Regions from separate parts of the Sus scrofa genome. Here region 1 is linked to region 2. A link is a contact called in public Hi-C data. All regions are on one chromosome and are shown on one strand. Each heading gives the region's core, a stretch centred on a gene start, on an enhancer-like site or on the middle of the called end of the contact. The rest is flanking DNA. Distances are from core to core; before and after follow the strand shown.

Region 1 (6,729 bases), core at 1,108-3,607, 510 kb before region 2:
GAGAAGCCAGGGAGAGGAGCCTCCGAAGAAATTGTGAGAAAATACATCCTGGCTGTTTATGTCACCGGTGTGTGATGCTTTGTTATGGCAGCCAAAACACAATCACCACAAATGTCTTTCACTTTTGAAAAGATGGCTATTTAATCATGGGTCAAGGGAGTACGATAGATCAATATCTCACTAAAGTCACTTTGTCAAGTGTGCTTACTTCAAGAAGCACTTGAAAGTGGGGGTGGAGGAAAGGTTTCGACGTTGAACGACTTTGGAAACTATAACAAACCCTCGTTCCTTCTTAATACCCTCTATAATCTCGGTATGTCAAAGCGCTTGAGAGGTCCCACAGTAACACCTGTCTTAACTGGCTGGGTGTGACTCGGTTTCGAAAACTTGGAGGGACTTTTTTTTTTTTTTTAAGATAGAATTCTGAATAGGTAAGTCAGTATTCTTGGAATATGCTTTGGGAACACTCGTGTGAGCCGAAAATGAAGCAGCTGTTCTGAGAATGTGCAGATGCCATGAAGCAACCTTGAAAGAGCGTAGGATTCAGAAGGCTGGAGAAGAGAACCTAAGAGGTTTCCAGGCTCTCATGCCCAAACCTGTGCCATCATGACCTGGACAGGAGGACATAGGAGGCTGGTTGGGGCTGGAGCTAAGGGCTCCTGGTGCTGTCCCAGAGGACCATCATTACCTCCGAGGAGAGCCCGAGTCCTCGAATTTCCTATTGCAGAATAAGGAGCGGAATTTAGAAAAGCTGGCTCTTGGTGTCTTCCTTTCAGACCCCCCGGTGATCAGTCCCCTCCTCAGCAGAACAGAAAGCTCACAATAGAATGTAAAATGGTGCAGCCACTATGGAAAACCGTGTGGAGGTTCCCAAAAAACTAAACATAGAGTCGCTGTATGATCCAGTAATCCCACTCCTGGGCATCTATCTGGACAAAACTATGATTTGAAAAGATAATGCACCCCTATATTCATAGCAGCGCTATTCTCAGTAGCCAAGACTTGGAAGCAACCTAAATGTCCATCAGCAGAGGACACATATCTACAATGGAATATGACTCAGCCATAAAAAAGAAGGAAAGAATGCCTTTTGTAGCAACATGGATGGATATAAAGATTATCATACTTTGTGAAGTTAGACAGTGAAAAAACAAATATCATATAATATAACTTTTATGTGGAATATAAAATATCACACAAATGAATTTATCTATGAAACAGAAACCGACCCACAGACATAGAGAATCAACTTGTGGTTGCCAAGGGGAAGGAGGGCTGAGGGAGGGATGGAGTAGGAGAGTGGGGTTAGCAGATGCAAACTATTCTAGATAGAATGGATAAACAAGGTCCTGCTGTACAGCGTGGGGAACTAGGTTCAATATCCTGTGATCAAACACAATGAAAAAGAATATATATGTATAACTGAATCACTGTGCTGAACAGCAGAAATTAACACAACATTGTGAATCATCTACACTCCAATAAAATAAATTAAGCAATGAGATCCTGCTGTATAGCATAGGGAACTATACATAGTCACTTATGATGGAACATCATGGAGGATAATATGAGAAAAAGAATATATATATATGGATGACTGGATCTCTTTGTTGTACAATAGAAATGGACAGAACACTGTAAACCAATCATAATGGAAAAAATAAAAATCATTAAAAAGTAAATAAAAAGATTAAAAAAAAAAAAAAAAAAAAAGCAGCTCCAGAATACTAGCCTATTAAATTCTGCAAATCAATGGAGTCAAAGGCCGGAGAGAGCGCGCAATATCAGCTTCAGGCCACCAGATGGCGCGCGGCATCCACAGTGCTTCTGCGCCGGCCTCTGGTTGGTCCCCGCGCTGGCCCAGGGCCCAGAGAAAACGTGTTGTGCGGCTCCTCTTAGGGGAGCGCCCTGTACGGGTTTTTTTCCCCTTACACTTTAGAAAACCTGTGTATAGAAGAGCATGTGAAACACCACACTGCACAGCTGTGCTCTTCCTGTGCTGTCCTTCCAGGGGACACGTCAGCAGCATTTTCCCCTTGTCTGGAGAGTTTCAAAGCCCAGTTTCTTCTTGCATTTTTGTTCTCCCTGGATCTTGAAGTCTGTAGGACTTAGCTTCCATTTTGAAACCCACAATCCTGCTGAAATAGAATCGCTTGGAAAAAAATATCCCAAGGATTGTTTATTAGGTCAGGCAACCACATTTCTGGCACGGAAAGGAACTCTGCAGACACTTTGTTACTCTGGTATTCTGACAGCTAACACAGTGGGGTGTAAAATTTTTACGTAATCCCAAACCTCAGCCCTGAAGAGTTAATGATGTTACTCATGCCACTGGGGCATGAAAGAAAGACTCGCATTTTTGGGCGGTTACTGCTTGCCCAGCGTGGTGCAGTGAGCCATGAGGCTGAAGGCCAAGGGACTCTGGCCACCCAGGCAGTGAAATAATTCCCCAGAAATGCACTGCCTGGAGTGGAAATGCTAGGAAAGGGAACATTCATTCCAGGGCATTATGGACGGTCATTCAGTCTGAAGTTTGCTCGCCTCTCAACATGGCCAATCTCACACTTGGGACATATTACATAGATACCAGGAAATGATGGAAATCAAGCAGTGGTCAAGGCTGGGTTGTAAGCAGTGAACTCTTTCCTTCTTTTCAGTTCCAATAAGATGAATAATGAATAACCTAGTTTTTGAATGGAAAGCACATTTCAATAGATGGGTGATGCTTTCAGAAAGGCCTTTGAGAGTTTCCGTTTATTTCCTTCTTTCTTTCTCTTTCAGAAGTAGGGCCCTGGAGTGGAAGACAGAAGCGATATTCCAATAGTTGAGGGCCTACATTTTTTACCCATTCAGAGACTTGTGTGAATAAAGAAAAGCAGACTCTAATATCTACCTTGGCACCTACTATTTGCTAGGCCTTCTGTTGTATGTTTTAAAAGTACTTTATTATTTCATCTTCCTGACAATTTAGTGGTTGGCACTGGCCCAGGTTTTCAGATGAGAAACCTCAGTTCAGAGAGGTTAAGGAGCTTGCCTGAAGTCACACAGCCAGTAAATGTGAGAACTAGGAGACAGACCCAGTTATGCCTGACTTCAAAGCCTGGTTTGTTCTCTTTCACCAAGGCATGTCATGGACTCACAGAACCTTCGAGACGAGAGGGATTTGGGAATTTATTTATTTATTTATTTATTTATTTATTTATTTTTGGCCGCCACCCCCCCCCCCCCCCCCGCATGTGAAAGCTCCCTGGCCAGGGATTGAACCCACATCACAGCAGCAACCCAAGCAGCTGCAGTGACAATGCCAGGTCCTTAACCCACTGAGCCATAGAGGAACTCCTAGGAGGTCATTTAGATAAACCGTCTAAATAAGGCAGGAATTCCTTTTCCAGCATTCTCCATAAGTTGTAAGTCTATGTGTGTCTGAAATCAAAAGCTGAAGCCTAGAGAGAAATAAGAGCAAGACTTCAGAAGACAGATGGAGGGCCTAGATAAATATCCTAGATTTTGTTTCAATTTTATTTAAAAATTCAACAACACACACACACACAAGATGGCTGTAGTAGTCTCAGGTGTGAGTGCTATAATTAAAAGAGATTCAGAGGAATTCAAAACACCTTCCCATACCAGAAATGTACATTCTGGTAAAAAGCCCCCTCTCAGTGCTGGGGAAAGTGAACCACAGGGAGGGAGGGTAGGTGACGGGCCTCAGGCCACACAACAAGTCGGTGGCCAGGCTAGAAATAGCCCTGAACGCTGTGTGTCCCGGCTGTCCCTGGGTGCTGCTCTCCTTGCCACCTCACACTTAGTCCCTTGTCATGACTAGCTGTGTGTGAATTTGGTAAGGAAACCCAAAACCGGGTTTCAGTTTTCATTACATACCGGAAACTTGGCCTCAGATCACTAAAAAGCTCACCGTGGTTTGTGAGCCTCGCAAGCAGATGGAGCCAGGTTCCTGCCATGCGCCTGCCCTGCCGAGGCCAGCAGGGATTTGTGGGTCTGAGCGGGAACCACGTACAATTCCGTAGCCTCGGCAGGGCCGGGTCCCAGGTGCAGGCCGGCCTGGGGTGACACTGGGAGGATAGGAGCCTGGGCAGATCTCAGCCACTGTGGGGGACAGAGCAGAAGGGGACAGATGATATAAGAGGTGGGCATATTCATTTGCAAAAGAAGTTATGGAAGTTGCTGGTGAGATTTATCTTGGTAATTAAGTGATAATGGCTGTATAAAGCTGCTTGAGATGGAATCCCTGTAAAATACTGACAGGACGGAGGTCCTTTTGAGAAATTGTCTTATTGTTTTCAGAAGCAATTTGGGTTTCTACAGTACTATATACCCGCTAACTAGGAACGCCTCAAAGAGTCCTCGTTAGGCAGGGCCCCGGGCCGGCCCATCAGTGCAGATCCCAAAGATCGACCATCTCTAAGTCGCCTGTATTAGCTCACTCCACTATTCCTGCCCCCGGCCCTCAGAGGAAGGACACAAAGTTGTGGGGGTTTTTTTGTTTGTTTGTTTGTTTTTGTTTTTTTTTTAGGGCCGCACCTGCAGCATACGGAGGTTCCCAGGCTAGGGGTCACATTGGAGCTACAGCTGCCAGCCTACACCACAGCCACAGCAATGCCAGATCCAAGCCGTGTCTTCAATCTACACCACAGGTCACGGCACCACCAGATCCTTAACCCATTGAGCCAGGCCAGGGATCGAACCTGTGTCTTCATGGATCCTAGTCAGGTTTGTTAACCACTGAGCCACAGAGAGAACTCCCAATGAAAATGTTCTTTTAATGGCATGGAAAAGTAGGGAGTGTTTTGTTTTGTCTTAAACCATTAAGATCCTCTGTACAACCAGCTTGAAATAACCAGTTTAGTGAAGGGGAATTAGGGGAATTTTGAAGTGACCAGGCTCAAGGAGCATCCAAAGATCTTGCAAGAATTCAAGTTCAAACTACTGTGTAAAACGGAGGTGGCTCTCTCCGCTTGCCGGCTGGCAATGGTGGCCCAAATATCCATCAGGCTGGGGAAAAGGAATAAGGGAGAAAAATATTCTCTAAATATTCTCTGGAGTTCCATTGTGGCTCAGTGGGTTAAGGACATGACATTGTCTCTGTGAGGATTCAGGTTCAATCCCTGGCCTCGCTCAGTGGGTTAAGGATCAGGTGTTGCCTCAAGCTGCCATGTAGGTCACAGATGCAGTTGGATCCGATGTTGCCTTGGCCGTGGTGTAGGCTGGCAGCTGCAGCTCCGATTCGACTCCTGGCCTAGGAACGTCCATATGTCGCAGGTGTGGCTGTAAAATAAGTGCATGAATGAATAAATAAATAAATAATCTCTAAAATATTAACTATATATACATATATAATATATACTTTAATATGTTATAGCTGTATTTTTTTTTTTGTCTTTTTGCTATTTCTTTGGGCCGCTCCCGTGGCATATGGAGGTTCCCAGGCTAGGGGTCTAATCGGAGCTGTAGCCACTGGCCTACGCCAGAGCCACAGCAACGCAGGATCCAAGCCGCGTCTGCAACCTACACCACAGCTCACGGCAACGCTGGATCATTAACCCACTGAGCAAGGGCAGGGACCGAACCCGCAACCTCATGGTTCCTAGTCGGATTTGTTAACCACTGCGCCACGACGGGAACTCCTATAGCTGTATTTTAATTATATATATAAGTTTCTCTTTCCCTAAATGGTGGAAGTCTAAATAAATAGCTGGTCCTCGGAAAGAGAGTGTAGGAAACAGTACCTCCCTTACAATGCTTTGACTTAATGAGTTCTGACTTCATGATGGTTTGAAAGTGATATGCATTCAGTAGAAATGCATTCTTCGAATTTTGAATTGTGACCTTTCTCCAGGCCAGGGATATGTGGCACCATCCTCCATCCTCTGGGCCAGGCTGGGACCTGGGACCTTGGACCCTTTGCTGCAGTGGCTGCAATGCTTGCCCCTTGGAGTTCCCTTCGTGGCTCAGTGGAAACAATCTGATTAGTATCCATAAGGATGCAGGTTTGATCCCTGGCCTTGCTCAGTGGGTTAAGGATCTGGCGTTGCCGTGAGCTGTGGTGTAGGTCACAGACATGTCTCAGAGCTGACATTGCTGTGGCTGTGGTATAGGCCAGCAGCTGCAGCTCCGATTCAAGCCCTGGCCTGGGAACCTCATACGCCACAGGTTGGCCCTAAAAAGCAAAAAAAAAAAAAAAAAAAAAAAAAAAGCTTGCACCAGCACAAACACCTCCTGGAGCAACAAAATACAAAGAAACTATAAGGAGCTAAAAATAACTATGTGCATGCGCAATTGCACAAATTATAAACAATGAGATACAAAAAAAACCCCTAAACTCCCACAGCCACTTAGGCCACTTAGTCAAAGCAGGGTAGGCACATGCCCCTGGCACACAACACCACCAAAGGTGGGCAGACCTCCTGAGCCACCCCTTTAGTGGGACGCCTGGACCCATGCCTATCCTCTTCTCATATAAGGAACCAGCTCGCCCCCCTCAGCAAGCGAGCAAGCAAGGGAACCTGTTGTTTGTTTTCCCTCCCTGTCTGCTGCTGCTGCAGGGGCCCCAGTAAAGCCTTGCCTGAATTTCTTTCCTGGCCTCTTATCAATTTCTATTGATTGAGGAGGCCAAGAACCCACATCAGTAACAGTGCTGGGCAGTGAATTGCAGCTTCTGGTCAGCAGATCATGAGGGTAAGCACCGGATACACCTACCACTGGTCTGTA
Region 2 (6,661 bases), core at 2,709-5,208:
GTGGCACTTGGGGGCTCCCAGGCTAGGGGTCTAATTCGAGTGGCAGCCGCCGACCTACGCCACAGCCACAGCAATGGGGGAATCCAAGCTGGGATCTACACCACAGCTCACAGCAACACCAGAGCCTTAACCCACTGAGCAAGGCCAGGGATCGAACCCAAATCCTCAAGGATACCAGGCAGATTTCCCATGAGTCACAACAGGAACTCCCAACGCTCAATCCTCTAACCCCCTGGGCAGGGCTGGGGATCCAATCTGCACCTCTGCAGGAAAAGGAGCCACTACAGTCAGATTTTTTTTTTTTTTTTTTTTTGTCTTTTTAGGGCCACACCCATGATATATGGAGGGTCCCAGGCTAATGGGTCAAATCAAGGCTGTAGCCACTGGCCTACGCCACAGCCATAGCAACGCCCAGTCCAAGTCACATCTGTGACCTACACCACAGCTCACAGCAAAGCTGTATCCTTAACCCACTGAGCAAGGCCAGGGATCAAACCTGTGTCCTCATGGATATTAGTCAGATTTGTTTCCATTGAACCACAATGGGAACTCCTGCAGTCGAATTCTTAACCTCCTGTGCCACAGTGGGAATTCCCCTTATGTCTTTTTAATTAATTCATTCATTTAGCTTTTATTGAAGTGCCCATCTTGTGCCAGAAACCGGGATACAGCAAAGAAAAAATTGTCGAAAGGTGCTGCTGTCCTAAAGCTTACCTCCTACCAGAGGAAACCACCAAGCAAGTTTCTAAATGTGCATCCTATTAAGATAGGATATTTATTACTTTATTGTCTTTGAAGTATCATGATGTAGCATGACCTGGGGTTAAGATGGGTCGGTGGGTACAAACCAGGAAGATGAGCCTGAATTCATTTTAACCACTAATTCAGTGATTCCGAACAACTCCCTTCACAGTCCCATCCTACCTCCCTCAGGGCTTTAAGTCAATGATAAAACATCTAGAGCCGTAAAAACATTACACAGATGCAGGGCTATGTCTTTTATGTTACAGCACAGTATTTAAAGAGAGCATAAAAGGGAGTTCCCGTCGTGGCGCAGTGGTTAACAAATCCGACTAGGAACCATGAGGTTGCAGGTTCGGTCCCTGCCCTTGCTCAGTGGGTTAAGGATCCGGCGTTGCCGTGAGCTGTGGTGTAGGTTACAGATGCGGCTCGGATCCTGCGTTGCTGTGGCTCTGGCGTAGGCTGGCAGCTACAGTTCCGATTAGACCCCTAGCCTGGGAACCTCCATATGCCGCGGGAGCGGCCCAAGAAATGGCAAAAAGACAAAAAAATAAAAAAATAAAGAGAGCATAAGATAAACTAAAATAAGGGAACACTTGATTCCTGGTGATTTTTTTTTTTTTTTTTGTCTTTTGAGGGCCACACCCGAGGCATATGGAGGTTCCCAGGCTAGAGGTTTAATTGGAGCTGTAGCCGCCGGCCTATGCCAGAGCCACAGCAACTCGGGATCCAAGCCACGTCTGCAACCTACACCATAGCTCATGGGAACGCCAGATCCTTAACCCACCGAGTAAGGCCAGGGATCGAACTTGAGTCTTCATGGATACTAGTCGGGTTCATTAACTGCTGAGCCACGAATGGGAACTCCCATTCCTGGTGATTCTTAAAATTGGCATCAAAAGACTTAAGATCAGGCTAGAATTCTAGAATTCTAACAGAAGCTATCATTTACTTTCAGCTGTTATTTCTCTGAAGCAGTCTTAGGAATGCAGGACATTCTAAATATCTCTTAAAGGGATCGCTGCTGAAGCATGCCGTCAGCCCTGAAAAAGAACTCATGAGTTTTAAGCATCTTCCTAACAGAAGGACTGAATGGCCAAACGTGTTGAATGAAAACCAGCCTTTCCAGCCCAAGCAGCATGGATCTGGCCAAGCTCAGGGCCACCGTGGATGAGGTCACTGGCCTCTGAGGTGTCTTTGTGTGTGACTCTCTGTACAGACCACTCCAGAACCTCTCTGAGGACATATGAAGGTGAGATGCACAGAGAAGACAAGATACTAGGCGTATCCTAAAGGAAGATGTGTTGTCTGGGCTGACCAGCCTGTGGGGCAGCCCAGATGAGGAGGGAATCAATGGAACTGAGTGACAGCCCCACCCCACCCCAAGATGACCCAGTGCTTCCAGCTTCCCAGCTTCCCATGCAGCCTGAGTTAACCCTGTCACCTGGAGGCATTGCATGGAATGATTCTTTTTTTTTTTTTTTTTTTTTTGTAGGGAACAGGTAGAATATTAATAGTGTCTGTTTTTCTAAAGCAAATACACCAAGATCTGCATGTCCTTCTGCAGGAGAGAAGTTACATGTGGACCAAGAAAATCCACATGTAATTTGGACTGCAAATTTCCAGTCCAAAGTCCATCTTTATTTAGAAAGCATGCTGACTGGCCCTTTTGCATTTCTACTGAAAATCAAGAGAAATACTCCCCGTCCGAGGCCCAAATGAAATGAAAGGATTACAGGCCATCAGTTTCTCCACAAGGAAATCAAGTGTGAGACCCCTCCCTAGCCCAACCTCCCTCTACTCCATGACAGTTTGGTGTGAGCCTCAGATAAACACCTATGTCTGCTCTCAAAATCGAGGAATCCCTGGGTCCAACAGCATTAGGAAGAAATCTCAGGTTTAGCTGAGGTCCAAAAGCATTAACAGAAATATCTGCATTTGTCTTGGCATTGTCTTTGATAAAACAAAGAGGTAGTAAAGAGAGTTCCCATCGTGGCTCAGCAGGTTACTAACCCGACTAGGATCTGAGGATGTAGGTTCGATGCCTGGCCTTGCTCAGGGGGTTAAGGATCCCACATTGCTGCAAGCTATGGCACAGACGCAGCTTGGATCTGGCATTGCTGTGGTTGTGTAAGCCAGCAGCTGCAGCTCCACTCTGATTCAACCCCTAGCTTAGGAACCTCTATTCGCTCTAGTACACCACAGGTGTGGCCCTAAAAAGCAAACAAATAACCCCCCCAAAAAAACAAAGGGGTAGTAAAAACATTCTGGCCGACTTCTGAAACTTGTCTCTCTTTAATTAAAAGAAAGAGTGCAAGGTCCAGCCCAGAAAAGAAAGTCATCTCTAATTTTGTGAGGTGCTAGAATATTTTAATTCAGGTCCAATTAACAAGTCTATTCTCCTTGATTTCAATTCAGTTAACTATTTACCATCTGCCTATTGACAAGCCAGAGGAGATATTCAGGATCTAAAAAAAGTGAGAAAATTTCTGGTCTATCAGGGAAGAAAGCAAATGACTGCAATACATCATTCCACTTTTTCTCCATTTTACTGATGAGGACCCAAGGCTGAGAAAGCATTTCTAAGTAATAAAGTATCCAAGAAATTAAATCACCTAAGATCAGACAAGACAAACCAGAATATCTACGACCTAGACTAGTCACTCCTATATTACAATTAGTAATACTGTTTAAATTGCACTGGCTAGAGTTCCCGTCGTGGCACAGTGGAAATGAATTCAACTAGGAACCATGAAGTTGTGGGTGTGATCCCTGGCCTCGCTCAGTGGGTTAAGGATCCGGAGTTGCCGTGAGCTGTGGTGTAGGTTGCAGATGCAGCTCAGAATCCTCTGTGGCTGTGGCTGTGGAGAGCAGCTGTAGCTCTGATTGGACCCCTAGCCTGGGAACTTCCATATGCTGCCTGTGTGGCCCTAAAAAAAGCAAAAAAAAAAAAAAAAAAAAAAAAAGCTCAATAAAATACATTGAGCTTGTTGAATGTCTAGTACAATACCTAGAAAGTTAAAGAATATTTGCAAAGTCTTGTCTTTCACCACCAAGTATTTAGTGTGGGCATGTTCGTTTCAGCTGGCCTCTTTTCCTAAATATGATGTAAATTTCAAAATGAGTCATCTGTGAAAGATTCCAAGTCTTCGAAGTTCTCTACGCGAGATGCAACCTTGATGACTGGACTGCGTAAAGGTTCTTCTTGCTCAAGGGCAAGGTGACAAACTGGAAAACAATCCTGTCCTTTCAAAGCAGTTGGGCAGAGTATGGACTATCCACAGAATAGCAGATTTAAATGGTAACTACACATAATTTGCCATTTGACAACATTTCAACAACAGGATGAATGGTTTAGAATGACTCTAAGCTGCTTTTTTAATCTTATAAATGCTACTTCAATGGCTGCCAGATTTGCTTTTAAAACTGTTTTGGGGTTTTTTTTGTTTTGTTTTGTTTGCTTTTTGTTAAGCCAGGAGCCTGTCAAGAAATATGAGGAAAATCAAACCAGTATGTTCCTTTCTATTCTCAAACCCTGTGTATTTCTAACTCAGGGACTTGGCAGCTTTTAAAATAGACCTCATCACTCCTCACAGTCACATACTTTTTTCTCCCACCTACCTTGCCTGTGTAATGTCAAAGAATCTTTTATATGAATTTCATTGCAAAAAATTCCCAACCTACTTCTGTCCATTTTAATTTTCATTAATGTATTATTATTATTTTTGTCTTTTTGCCTTTTCTAGGACCACTCCTGAGGCATATGGAGGTTCCCAGGCCAGGGGTCCAGTCAGAGCTGTGGCCACCGGCCTACACCAGAGCCACAGCATCACCAGATCCGAGCCACATCTGCGACCTACACCACAGCTCACGGCAATGCTGGATCCTCAACCCACTAAGCGAGGCCAGGGATTGAACCCACAACCTCATGGTTCCTATTTGGATTTGTTAACCACTGAGCCACAACAGGAACGCCAATGTATTAAATATTTACTAAGCATTTAATGATGCTTTATGCTGGGAAATCTAAGGACCAATAAGACACGTCTTTAGGAATAGTCTAGTGGGAAAGAAGGACAAGTTACCAAGAAATTATGGTAAACTGGCTAAGTGCCATGGCTACAATATCCCAGGGTTCCACAGAATCTCCAATAAATGGCACCTAACCCTGTACCTAGGAAGGCTTCACTCTTCTCTCCCAATCTGATGGTAAAACCAGAGGGGACCTGGACAGTTTCATCCACCTAGAGATTCTTGGCCCATAGCATAGGGCACATAGCATGTGCAAAGGCCCTGAGCCAATAGACAGGATGAGGAAGGCACTTATGGGGGAAGTTGGTTTGGTTTGACCAGAGCTTGTTTGTGTGTCTGGGAGGGGAGGAGGTCATCTGAAGGATGTTAGAGTTCATTAGTCAGGATTATAAGGGCCTTGGATGCTACACAAGGGACAAAATGCTTCAGAGTAAGTGCTTGGGCAGCAGAATGGCTGAGGGGATGTGGCCAGGCCATAACTCTATAAATGACCTAGTGAATGGATTAGAGTAAGAATGAGGGATGGGGGTGAGGCTCCTCACTGAGGGAATTGAGGTGAGTAGGTAACAGCCAGGCAGAGGACAGTGCAGAAGCAGCAGGTTCAGGGGAATGAATTCAACTCTGACACGTCACCTGAGGTGCCTATGGATGCCCACATGATGCCAACAAGCAGTGAGCCTTACCCACCTGGGCTCAGGAGGGGTCATCAAATACAGGTGCCACTGAGGCCAGAGATGAGGAAACCACCCAGGAAGAGTGGAGACTCTGGAAACACTCTCTAGAGTAGCAAGTTCTAGCAGAGGTTCACTCTCCACTCCCCACAGCCTCTGGATCTCACCCAGCTTGATTCCAGCCCCGAGGTGACCTGCTCTCCAACCCCTGGTCCTGACTGCTTCTTAAGAAATGAGCATAGAGGGAGTTCCCGTTGTGATTTAGCATTAATGGACCAGACTAGTATCCGTAAGAATGAGGTTTCGATCCTTGGTCTTGCTCAGTGGGTTAAAGATGCAGTGTTGCCATGACCTTCGGTGTGGGTGGCAGAAGAGGCTCGGATCTGACATCATTGTGGCTGTGGTGTAGGCCGGCAGAACTGCCATATGCTGTGGGTGTGGCCCTAAAGAGACCAAATAAAAGGAGCGAGGGGGAGAAATGAGCATCCATTCTATGTGCAGTTTGCCTTATAGAGTGGCCGCTTTGTTCATCATCTCTCATCTGTGGTGAAAAGTACTCCCCATTGTTTAAAATAAAACAAAAAGCAGTCCTAACTCCTTTATCCTATCAAATAGGTAAGGCAGCCAAATAGTGTGTCAGGTCCCCTTCTTTTTTTAAAAAAACTTTTTTAAGGGCCACACTGCAGCATATGGAAGTTCCCAGGCCAGGGGTCAAATCAGTGCTGCCGGCCTACACCACAGCCACAGCCAAGATCTAAGCCAGATCTGAGCTAAGTCTGCAACCAGCACAGCTCATGGCAAGGCCAGATCCTTAACCCACTGAGTGAGGTCAGGTGTCAAACCCGCATCCAGGTTACTAGTCAGGTTCGTTACCGCTGAGCCACAATGGGAACTCCTCTTTTTGTTTTTTATAGGGACACACCTGCAGCATATGAGGTTCCCAGGCTAGGGGTTGAGTCAGAGCTGTTGCTGCTGGCCTATACCATAGCCACAGCACCACAGGATCCAAGCCTCAGGGGTGATGTACACCGCAGTTCACAGCAACCGCGGATCCTTAACCCACTGAGCAGGGTCAGGGATCGAACCCATATCCTCACAAATGCTGTTCAGGTTCATTACCGCTGAGGCACAACGGGAACTACGAGGTCCCCTTCTTAAAGAAATTCAAATCCTGACTCTTCAATAATTGGTGTTAGGAAAACTGGATGTCTACATGT

The links. Hi-C and Micro-C count contacts between places; a contact is called where the count stands out from the background.
Region 1: a Hi-C map of mesenchymal stem cells shows a contact between it and region 2, with 4 times the contacts expected there. The contact joins two enhancer-like sites. A contact is called at or near these places in 4 of 5 promoter capture datasets (fetal liver, fetal skeletal muscle, liver and 1 more), 16 of 47 Hi-C or Micro-C datasets (adipose tissue, alveolar macrophages, blood and 9 more) and 1 of 2 datasets of contacts at active chromatin or transcription factors (skeletal muscle).

Annotation. Positions count from the first base shown.
Region 1 is chr14:56,642,394-56,649,122 of Sscrofa11.1, reverse strand. No RefSeq gene overlaps it. Among named protein-coding and RNA genes, the nearest start is that of TARBP1, 24 kb to the left of the region's middle. Within about 2 kb of position 2,357, at least 55 of the 83 cell types and tissues checked have an H3K27ac peak or open chromatin away from gene starts, as enhancers often do. A contact at or near this core is called in embryonic fibroblasts and liver, where this site is marked.
Region 2 is chr14:56,131,413-56,138,073 of Sscrofa11.1, reverse strand. No RefSeq gene overlaps it. Among named protein-coding and RNA genes, the nearest start is that of TOMM20, 22 kb to the right of the region's middle. Within about 2 kb of position 3,958, at least 4 of the 83 cell types and tissues checked have an H3K27ac peak or open chromatin away from gene starts, as enhancers often do. A contact at or near this core is called in embryonic fibroblasts and liver, where this site is marked.